Linked DNA regions of Ovis aries: region 2 is linked to region 1. Evidence: chromatin contacts called from public Hi-C data. All regions are on one chromosome and are shown on one strand. The core of a region is the stretch at or near the end of the contact, and the rest is flanking DNA. Distances in the headings are between cores, read along the strand shown. Region 1 holds the start of FAM107B (family with sequence similarity 107 member B). Region 2 has its middle 5.2 kb from the start of TRNAC-ACA.

Region 1 (5,674 bases), core at 1,333-3,832:
GGATGGAGAAAGGTACCGTTATCACAACAGGTCACAAACTTGACACTCACAGGTCACTGTTGTTGACCTTGTGTCTATGGGTATTGGTTGTAGGACCCCTGAGGACACGAAAATCCACAGATGCTCACGTCCCTATATAAAACAGTGCAGTATGATGAATACAGTTGGCCCTCTGCATCTTGGGGTTTGGCACCTGCAGATTCAATACTTGATTGGTTGACCATGGGGATGTGAAACTCAGGGGTTTGGAGAGTCAACTGTACTGCATTGTAAACCCCCCAAACACATATGCAGAGTAACGAGCCCCACGTTAGAAACAGGAACACAGACTGCACCTGACAGCACGTAACCACAACTTCCTTCTCGTAAATTTTTCTAACTTCAAAAAACATTGCATCATCCTAATCATCAATCAAGCACTTCTGAACAGTCAATTCCAAGACCTCTTTTAAAATTTTCATACTGGAGAAATTAAATGTGGGAAAATTTTACAAGTGGAAAATAAAAGTATATAATGACAAAAACATTCAGCGGCCAAATGTGTGGTTGAACGCGTTTTTTGTTTGTTTTTTCCCAGAACACAGGCACTTAAAAACTACTCTCTACACTCACAGGAAAATCCTTCTTGTTTTACTTTCCCAATGTAAGGTCTTTTAGAAGCAAGCATGTCACCAGCTACAAAACCATAACTATTCCTGATTCTACAACGAGTTCTTTTCTGTTACAATTTTTCATGGATCTTAGAACACAATTTTATTTTTTTAACATTTTTTAAAATGAAAGGTTGCTTTTATTTTTTAAAAAAGTCAACCCAAAGCTACTCCTGAAATCCAAGGAACAGAGTACATTAAACACTTTCATCAGTCCATTCTTTCCTATTTCAGTGGAACTTGCATTGTTTTTTCCTACTTCTTCCCTCCCCCTTCTGCACAGGTGGTTATTTGCAAGGCTATAAGGAAATATATTTCAAACAATTTGTTGGCAAAACACTATTGTAGACTAAGGTTATTAGAGATCATATTTTAGACCAATGGCAGTGGTCAAGATTAATAATCAGTAACTCCTTCATTCATTCACATTCATCTACACACACACACACACACACACACACACACACACACTTCACACCAGGGCTGCCAAGCCATAAATGAAGCAAACAAGCCTTTATTCTAGGGTATGTCTGGGTGGTTGGGTACGAGTGACTCTTTTTTCCCTATGTTTCTTTTCAATTTGTTAATAAACATATATAATTTTACACCTAAAAGCTTTAAACTGGAAACTACTAGCATTAAGAAATCTCTAGACATGCACCTCAGATACTATCTCAACTTAAAGCAATTTGTACAGCTGAAATCTCCAACGTGATGAAAGGGGGACACGGTCCGAACAGAAACTAAGTACCTGTTGGCAAGTTAAAAATATAAAGCCTAACAGGCCTTATTCCAATTTTCTATATTCGTCTTGAATATCACACTCATTCTCATCAAAGAACTTTGCTCTACTGTCACTGACTCAAGTCTTCCCGCAAAAGGCAGGCTATGGTATCTTACTACAGAGAAGATCTGCCATTTATCCTCTATGGGATTCCTCTTCATATTTCAGAAGGACTGACTGTTACCATTCCCTATAAAGCTCGTCAAAACTTGGCCAGAGGCATCCACGCTATTCCAGAGAGGACCCGAAGATGCTCGGGGAAGGAGTTATGAGAATCAAAATTTTAGGACTCCTTGGGTACAGACGCCACCCAACATACTGGGTTCACTGGAGCAGTAAGAGCGGAGCGGAGAGGAGACAGAAATGGAAAAGTTACTTGCAGGCTGTTTGGGAAACAGTGCCCCGATCACCCTTCAACCAGCGGCGCAACACCCCCCCTCACCCCCCGCGGCCCCTCCTTTGTTTGTCCAGGCAGAGGCTCCGCGGCGGCCAGGGCTGCGAGGGGCGAGCCGGGCGCCCCGGGCTCGGCATCTGGCCGCGCGCGGCGCAGCCGGTGGGCAGCGCATCCCTCCAAGCAGGGTCTCTCCATTTTCAGGGCCGAGGAAGCAACAATAAGCCGAGCGGAGCGGCCGCCCAGGCTCGCCTCCCTGGCGGCGCCCCCCGTATCCCCTGCACCCCCGGGCACTGGGGACTCCTCGCACGCGGGCCCTGCCACGCCCCGACCCCGCACCCCGGACCTGTCCCCTGCACCGCGCGGGGTGGCCGGGGCTCCCCGCAAGCCCACCGCCCTGCGCACCGTAACCCCCCAACCCCCGCACGCCAGGACCCCCACCCCAGCGCCAGCCGCCGGGAGGGGAAGCCTGGCGGCCCTTCCCACCCCGGGAAAGCCTCGCGCCGGGGGTCAGAGCAAGGTGGGCGGCCGCGCCGTAGCCCTGGCGGGCACCCCGCCTCCCCTCAGCTCCCAGTCTTTGTGTGCAAAGTAAGTGCTGGAGGCGAACCCACCTCGGCGCGCGCACAAAGGCGCGCGGCTCCCTCCCCGGCGCTCGCTCCGGGCGGCCGCGGCGGCACCCAGCGGCCCAACAGCTGAGAGCGGCCCGGGCGGCGGTTCTGACGGCGGCTGCTACCCGTCCGGCGCTGGGCGGCTCTTTCACACCCCGCGGCCCGGAGCTTCCGAATTAAGCGGCGGGGCGGGGCGGGGGCGGGGCGAGGTTGCCGAGGCCACGCCCTCGGACACGCCCCGCCGCGCTGGCTGGAGCTCCGCGCTCCGGACCGGGGCCCACTAGGGCTATACCGGGAAAAAGTCAGCGGGTTTGGTTCCGGAGGTTTTCCTTCTGTGGTTTTAGTTTGGTTCGCTTTGGGAACTCTCGAAGGAGAGAGAATACTGTATTGGAACAAAAAACTGAGTATCACCAGATGAGGGAAATGGGAAATTAAATTACACACACACAGCCCGCCACCACTACCACCACCCCCGCAAGCACAAGCACTGTGGAGTGTTTGGCTGCTGCTGTCTGGATTCAAGCTTCCCCGTTAAAGTCCTGCCAACACGTCTCCAGAGAAAACTCAAAGGGACAGGGAATCAGATTTGTTTTGTAACTGTACAAATTTACTGGCCAACCAGGGCCTGAAATCCAGAGACCGGGTAATTTGTTCAGACTCCTCCTCCTCATTCATGAAAGGGTATTTAAATTTATAGGAAAGGAGAAAAAGGTTTGTTTTGCCTCTTTTCTTTTTTCCTCTCAAGTTTTCATTTTTCTCAGCTCTCTTAGAGCGAATTGCTTTTCTGACCAACCCTAAGACTCTTAGATTACAATCTACCTGAATCACAGCAGGTTAAAAAAAATAAAAAGTTGGGGGAGGTATCTGTTTCAGGGTAACAAACAATAAAGACAACAGGTAATGGCTTTTAGATCAAAAGATTTTAATTTTCTTGGCCGCAGATGAATAAGCACTTATTTATGGGCAAACCTTTCTGACCAAAACAGCTTGGGTCATGATCACACAAAAAAGTCATATCAATTATGGGTTTTGGTAAACCAGTTGGGACTTCCCCGGTGGCTCAGGGGTAAAGAATTTACCTGCCAGTGCAGGAGACTCCGCTTCCATCCCTGGGTTGGGAAGATCTCCTGGAGAAGGAAATGGCAACCCCCTCCAGTATTCTTCGTTGGGATAATCCCGTGGACAGAGGAGCCTGGCAGGCTACAGTCCATGGGGTTGCAAAGAGTCTCGTACATAATTTAGCAACTGAGCACACGAACCAATAACTTCCTCCAAAGATGCTCTGAAGTCACAACACTTTAGAGTTTGGTCATCCCTAGGCTCTGAAGCCAGCTGGCAGCGGGGTGGGGGGGGGGGGGGCGGGGATCACCTGCCACAGGATTTTTTTTTGTTGTTGTTGTTGTTGTTTTTTGTTTGTTTGTTTGTTTTTTTATTTTTGCCACAGGATTTAGAGAGACAGTGTCTTCCAAGCCCAAAAATTCACCTGTGTGAACTTTATCCACTCTGTTCCCCACAAGTCTTCCTTCTCTCCCGTTCTTAGGTTGTGTAGGCTCTGCTCTTGACAATGGATCCACCAGTCACGAAACCAGAATCTGGGATCTGGCCTAGATTTTCCCCATGCCCACATGGGACTCAGTTCTCCATGATGCCTTGATGGCTCTCCCTGCCCCCATCCCTCCGGTTCTACCACAGCTGGCCTTTGGGCTCTGTCATCACCCTGTAGCAGTAGCCTCCCAATATCCCCAGCCTCCCATCTCACACATGCTTTTCCTCCAGATTGCTTCCCCAGTGAAATTTCAAAGTTCCAATCTGCTCTTAAAACCCTTAGCTAGTGGGAAGCTACTATATAGCACAGGGGGCTCAGCTCCGTGCTCTGTGATGACCTAGAGGGGAGAGATGGGGAGGGCAGGAGCAAGGCTCAAGAGGGAGGGGGTATATGTATATATATATACACACACACACATAGCTGATTCACCTCAATGTACTGTAGAAACAAACATATCGTAATACAATTACATTCCAATTAAAAATAAATAAAATAAAAAGTCCTTTAAAGGATGTCCAATTCCTACTACATGACCCAGTTCAAGTTCCTTCACACAGTACCCCATAGAGCAACACATTTTTTGATGTCACCTTGATGACCTTCCTGGGGTCTTTCTACTTCCTCCAAACACATACCCATGGCTCCACTCAGCCAGAGTGCTATATTTGCTAAATGGCCCTATTTTGTGACTATGAGGACTGCATGAAAGAATCAGTCACCTGCTGGCTTTTCTACATGCCTCCCCTCTGCCTAGCACACCTCCCCACCCCAACCCCCAAGAGCTCCTCTCCTCTCTGAAACCCAGGTTCCTCTGAGAAGACTTCCTAACTTGTTCAAACTGAATGGACTTTTTCTGCATCCCCCATACCTAGTATGATCTTATAATTAGTGCACGAATTATAAATATGTGCCCTCCTTGAGCAGAGTTTATACTTGATAGATATACATATCTTCACAGATATACATAGCCTCCTGCTTAACCTAGTGTCTGGCATATAAGAAATGTTAGGGACTGAATTATGTCTTCCCCAAATTCGTATGTTGAAACCCAAACCCTAATGTGACTATGTCTGGAGATAGGGCCTTTAGGAAGGTTAAACGAGGTCATGAGAGTGGGGACCTAATCCAGTAAGACTGGTGACCTTTTAAGAAAAGGAAGAGATACCCGAGGTCTCTCTGTCTCTGTCTTTGTGTGTGTGTGTGTGTGAGGCCATGAGAGAACACAGCCAGAAGACAGTCATCCGCAAGCCAGAAAGAGCTTCAGCAGAGACCAACTCTGCCAGCACCTTGATCTTGGACTTTCAGGCTCCAGAACAGTGAGAAATGTGTCTGTGGTTTAAACCACTGTTACGGCAGCCTGAGCAGAAGGATGCCTTAAATTTTAGACTCTAACCCTGGAAAAGCACTGACCCACCAGTGAGTCTATAACGTCCCCTCAAAGCAGCCTGGACAAACGTTGATGATGCCAGGACAATGGACAAAGTGTCTAGATGTGATAAGTGACCGTGCAGTCTCTTCCCTGCCCTGGAGAGAAAGAGAAACATGCAGCTTATTCCCTAGACTGGGGTATTAATGTCCAGAAGCTCTCAGCCTCTTCCTTACCTTTGTATCAAGAACCATTACTTCTTCTAAACCAAAAACAATAAGAGGAGATCAAATATTTACTTTGCACTTCTTGAGTCAAAGCTTTATTAA
Region 2 (5,674 bases), core at 1,364-3,863, 83 kb after region 1:
TCATGGCAAATAGATGGGGAAACAGTGTCAGACTTGGTTTTTTGGGGCTCCAAAATCACTGCAGATGGTGACTGCAGCCATGAAATTAAAAGACGCTTACTCCTTGGAAGGAAAGTTATGACCAACTTAGTCAGCATATTGAAAAGCAAAGACATTACTTTGCCAACAAAGGTCCGTCTAGTCAAGGCTATGGTTTTTCCAGTGGTCATGTATGTATGTGAGAGTTGGAGTATGAAGAAAGCTGAGCACCGAAGAATTGATGCTTTTGAACTGTGGTGTTGGAGAAGACTCTTGAGAGTCCCTTGGACTGCAAGGAGATCCAACCAGTCCATTCTGAAGGAGATCAGTCCTGGAAGGAATGATGCTAAAGCTGAAACTCCAACACTTTGGCCACCTCATGCAAAGAGATGACTCATTGGAAAAGACTTTGATACTGGGAGGGATTGGGGACAGAAGGAGAAGGGGACGACAGAGGATGAGATGGCTGGATGGCATCACTGACTCGATGGACGTGAGTCTGAGTGAACTCCGGGAGTTGGTGATGGACAGGGAGGCCTGGCGTGCTGCGATTCATGGGGTCGAAAAGAGTGGGACACGACAAAGTGACTGAACTGAACTGAACTGAATGTATATCTAATGAAATACTTTTAAGGAACAAAGAGAAATACATGGTTTATTTGTGTATGTAGACAATATAGTGTGTATGTATATTTCTAAAGAGCTGTCTTATGCCTGATATTTTCGTAGGCTATGTGTGATAGAGTTAACCTTTGGTTGTAATGGTGTTAATACTTTTCATAAAGTCTTTGACTAAATAATCAAATTATTATCTTTTAAAATAATGAAAGATAATATTTTATTAACTTTGGTGTGTGACACCATGCGTTTGGTGCATCACAGCTGCAAAACCAGCTCTCCCATAGCAGAGTCAGGTTAGATCTTTCTGGGCTTGAACAAACCACAAAACAAAAATTTGCCTTTAAAATGTGACACTCTGACCCATCTCCAAGTCTTCCTTGAGTCATGATGAAGTGTAATCACTGACCCTGCTTTAGCAATCAGCAAGGAAATGCTTCCAGTTTTCACACCCACAGCAGGGCTCAATGTCAAGTTTGGTCTTAAAATCTCCCTTTTCCAGAAGCACTGCCTCATTGTTTGGGGAGGTTTTTTTTGTTTGTTTTTTTATTTTTTCAAGTTTGCCATTTATGGTCAAGGGAGCATTGTAGACTACAATTTCTGGTTTATTTCCAAGTGCAGTAGCAACTGAAATGACTGAGCAGAGAATCAGTTATGATGGTTTTAAAACAAAGTTTTTTTTAAGGGAGAGAGGAAAGGAGAGAGAAAATGTTAAAACACTCGGGGGAAAAAATCTGGGTTATCATCTCAGCTAGTGCTAAGTAAACCCTGTGCATTTTCTCTAGTTTTGAGAAAAGCAGCCCTCATGATTCCCATCTTTTAGACAGTAGGAGCAATCTTTCTCTGCTCGAAGAGCACACATCCATGTGGCCTGTGTGTACATCCTCAAAGAAGGTTAAATAGTTGAATCCCATCCTTCCTTCATCAGATCTTAGAGATTTTGTGGCTTTGGAGGAAAAATCCAATCCCTTTATTTGTTCTAAATGTCTAACTGTTCTAAGAGGCTAACAGTAAAAGTTTGGATAAATTGCCATGCAAAATAAATGTAATAAATGAATCATTCAAAGAAAAAGGAACAGATTTGAACTGGTAGCTGACAAGGTGCTCAAAGTCATAGGAGACTCCTAGTGGACTCCTAGAAAATGATTTCCTACTGTTTATTCTATGTTGAGAGGTTATAGCCCAGCCACAGAAAGGTCCAGAGATACGTCCCTGACAAAACTAGGAAAAAAACAGAGGGAACACAAGTTGGGTAGTTAAAAATTAAACTGGACATAGGTGGAATCAAAACAGAATACAGCCCACAGAATGGGAGAAAATATTTATCCTATATGTCTGATAAGAGATTAATATCCAGAGTAAATAAAGAACTCCTGCAACTCAGCAACAACAAAAACAACCCAATTCAAAACAGGCAAAGAACATATATAGACATCTCTCCAAAACAGATAGACAAATGGCCAATCAGCGCATGAAAAGATATTCAACATCATTGTGTGTGTGTGCGTAGTTGCTCAGTTGTGTCTGACTCTTTGTGACTCCAGGGACCCTAGCCACCAGGCTCCTCTGTCCATGGGATTCTCCAGGCAAGAATACTGGAGTGGGTTGCCATGCCCTCCTGCAGGGGATCTTCCCAACCCAGGGATCAAATCCAGGCCTCCCACACTACACGCAGATTGTTTACTGTCTGAGCCACCAGGGAACATAGTTAATCATTAGGAAAATGCGCATCAAACCACAATGAGATACCACTTCATACCTATTGGAGTGGGCATTATCAAAAAGCAAACAGAAAAACAAGTGTTGGTATGGATGTAAAGAAATTGGAACCCTTGTGCATTGCTGGCGCTCATGTAAAATGGTGCAGCTGCTACGGAAAACATTATGGTGGTTACTCAAAAAGCTAAACGTAGAATTACTCTGTGTGTAATGTGTGTGTGCGTGTGTGCGCCTGTGCGCACGCTTGCTCAATCACTTCAGTCATGTCCAACTCTTTGTGACCCTGTGGACTATAGTCCACCAGGCTCCTCTGTCTTTGGGATTCTCCAGGCAAGAATACTGGAATGGACTGCCATGCTCTCCTCCAGGGGATCTTCCTGACCCAGGGATCAAACCTGGATCTCTGGCATTGCAGAGAGGAGCTACCTGAGGAGCCCATACAATTACCAAAGGACCCAGCAATTCCACTCCTAGGTACACAGCAGGAAAAACTGAGGCAGGGACTTGAATAAGTATTTATACACCCATTTTCACTAGCAGCGTTATTCAATTGCTTTATGTCCATTAGTGTATGAATGGATAAACAAAACGTGATACAGCCATACAGTGGAATTTCAGTCAACCTTTAGAAGGAATGAAATTCTGATGGATGCTACAACATGGGTGAACCTTGAAGACATAACGCCAAGTGCCATAAACCCGACACAGAAGGGCAAATAGTGCACAATTATATTTATATGCGGTGCCTAGAGTAGTCAGTCCAGTACAGAGAGAAAGTAGAATGGTGGTTGCCAGGGGTGGGGGAGGGGGAAATAGAGAGTAAGCGTTTCATGGGTATAGCATTTCAGTTTAGGATGAAGAAAAAGTTCTGTGTGGTTGGTGGGTAAGGTTGCAGAAACCACGGGAGTGTAATTACTTACTGTCACCAAACTGTCCACATAAGAATAGTTTAAATGGTAAATTTCAGGTTCTGTTTATTTAACCACAGTAAAAGAGAGTAAAACTGATTTTAAACAGTCTAGCCCTGACTCTGTCACAGTCACCTCGTGACACACGGAGAGACTGGCCCTTTGGGTTAAGTGCTCATCCCACTTGGCAGCTCAGAGAGCTTGTGTTTCCAGGTACCTTCAGAGATTTCTACTCGGCTCCAAGTCACTGGGACCAAAGAGATGATGGTCACCAGCAGAGTGTCGCCAAGACTGAAGAGAGGTGAACCCGTCCCTACGCAGGGGAAAGTTCCGCCATCCTAGGACCGTGCTCCTCATGGACCACTACTGCTACTCAGGCAACCTTGGCCTCACAAGCGCTCCCCTCCCCTCTGTGACCACCGCGGCTGGGCTAGATTAGGGAGCCATATTAGGGCTGTAAGTAGGAGGACCCAAGTATTTATTCTCCTTTTCTTTTTCGTTCCTCATTCTGCTAAGATCACTTTACTTTTAACATAAACATGGCTCCCTGCTCCCACTCGATCAAAATAGTGAAATATTCATACCTATTGGATTTTTAAAAAAGAGATCCTGGGTCAGTGAATCACAGCTTGTGGAAGAGATACCAAGCTTATGAGAAAGAAAGGATACAAATGCTGACCAGGCAGTGGAGGGCATGGTGCCTGTTCATGGCGAGGAATGGCAGAACCCTCAAGCCCCAGCTTCGCGGGCAAGCGTCCCAGCTCGAGCACTCTGTTCACAGGCTCCTCTCTGCCTCCCATCCTGCTGTCAGTTCGTATGACTGCCCAGTCTCTCCACCTTAGGAGGCCTGAACCCAGTCTGACCATTTCTGTTTCTCTTGACTTGCTGTGCATTTCAGACAGATGTCTGCAGAGATGAAACAGTAGGATGTTTTCCACTTGTTTCATGATCCATGGAGCTGAATTTCTCAAGGTAACAGCCTTTGAAACCAGTGGTAAAAATGCACTATCAAACCATGAAAAGGCATGGAGGAACCTTAAATACAGTTGCTAAGGGAGCAAACTCCAGGAGATGGTGAAGGACAGGGAAGCCTGGCACACTGTAGTCCATGGGATCGCAAGGAGTCAGACAGGACTTAGCGACCTGCAATGAGAAACCTATGCACAGCAGAGTAGCCCCTGCTCACTGCAACTAGAGAAAGCCCACATGCAGCAACGAAGACCTAGTGCAGTACTAAATAAATATTTTTTAAAAGTCTGTTAAACAAAACATATATATACACACACAAATACATGCATACATGCATATATATGGGAGGATTTTAAAAATACACATGCCTCGGCCCCACCCCAAAGGTTCTGATTTGATTTGTTTCCACTGGCACATGTGGGTTTCCCCAAAGTAGTCTGAGGCTTAAAGTCACACTTTGTTGTCAAAGAGCAAGAAATCCCGCAAGTTTACCGACTCAGGACCTGAGCCCATCAGCATCACTTAAGAACAGTGGGTCAAGTCTTCGATACTTGAGGAAGTTGCTGAAACTCAGAGACTGGCTGGAGGCCAAGACCACTGTTAGGGTCACTCTGAGGCTTAAATGATTTCCAAACTCATTGCTGGGAAAGTTTTAAGGAACAAAATGAGCAGAGTGTCAGACAAGAAGATATGAGTTTGGTTTTATTTTTTTCCCTTAAATTTCTTTTTCTCTGAAGTAACTAAGAAGAGCTTTGTTTCAAGACATGAGTCCAAAATTCACATTCACTTTGGATTGCAGTTTCTGGCTATTTCCTTAGTGGTGACTGTGACTAGAAGTGCGCCCACCTTTCCCTTTAGGGTTCTGGTGTCCTCCGACTTTTCTTCCTCAACTCCGGTTTTCCGCAGCAACCCAGGCCTTGGCCACTGAGTTTCCAGGGCACTGAGCTCCTTCCCTCACTCCTCTCCTGTCCCCTGCGCTTCCTCCTCTGTGGACAGGTTTAGAAGCTCACTCAAATCCGTGCTTGCTTCTGACTGATCAGATTAAGGTAACCACACTATTGTAATGGAGGATAATGCCTTATTATGTTACTCCCTCTCAACAATTGACAATATGCACACAAAGCTTCCGTATTCTTTACATCTCTTGGCCCTGAAATTCCATATGTGTCAGCAAAGCTTTATCTCAATGGGTGTTCATTTTACAGCACGGGCTGTATTACATGGAAAACATAAATGTTTGACAGGAGTGTGTGCATGCGTGCTCAGTCATGTTCGAATTTGTGATCCTATGGATTGTAGCCCACCAGGATCCTCTGTCCATGTAATTCTCCAGGCAAGAATACTGGAGTGAGTTGCCATTCCCTGCTTGAGGGAATCTTCCCCACCCAGGGATCAAACCCAGGTCTCTTGCATTGCAGGCAGATTCTTTACTGTTTCAGCCA

What was found. Hi-C and Micro-C count contacts between places; a contact is called where the count stands out from the background.
Region 2: a contact with region 1 is called in a Hi-C map of liver, with 3 times the contacts expected there. The contact joins the enhancer-like site here to the promoter of FAM107B in region 1. A contact is called at or near these places in 2 of 16 Hi-C or Micro-C datasets (liver and mixed tissues).

What each region holds. Positions count from the first base shown.
Region 1 is chr13:28,636,215-28,641,888 of ARS-UI_Ramb_v3.0, forward strand. FAM107B (family with sequence similarity 107 member B) reads right to left here and starts at 2,583. Exons shown (of 5, transcript XM_042230569.1): 1 at 2,437-2,583.
Region 2 is chr13:28,719,173-28,724,846 of ARS-UI_Ramb_v3.0, forward strand. No RefSeq gene overlaps it. Among named protein-coding and RNA genes, the nearest start is that of TRNAC-ACA, 5.2 kb to the right of the region's middle. Within about 2 kb of position 2,614, at least 1 of the 54 cell types and tissues checked has an H3K27ac peak or open chromatin away from gene starts, as enhancers often do. A contact at or near this core is called in liver, where this site is marked.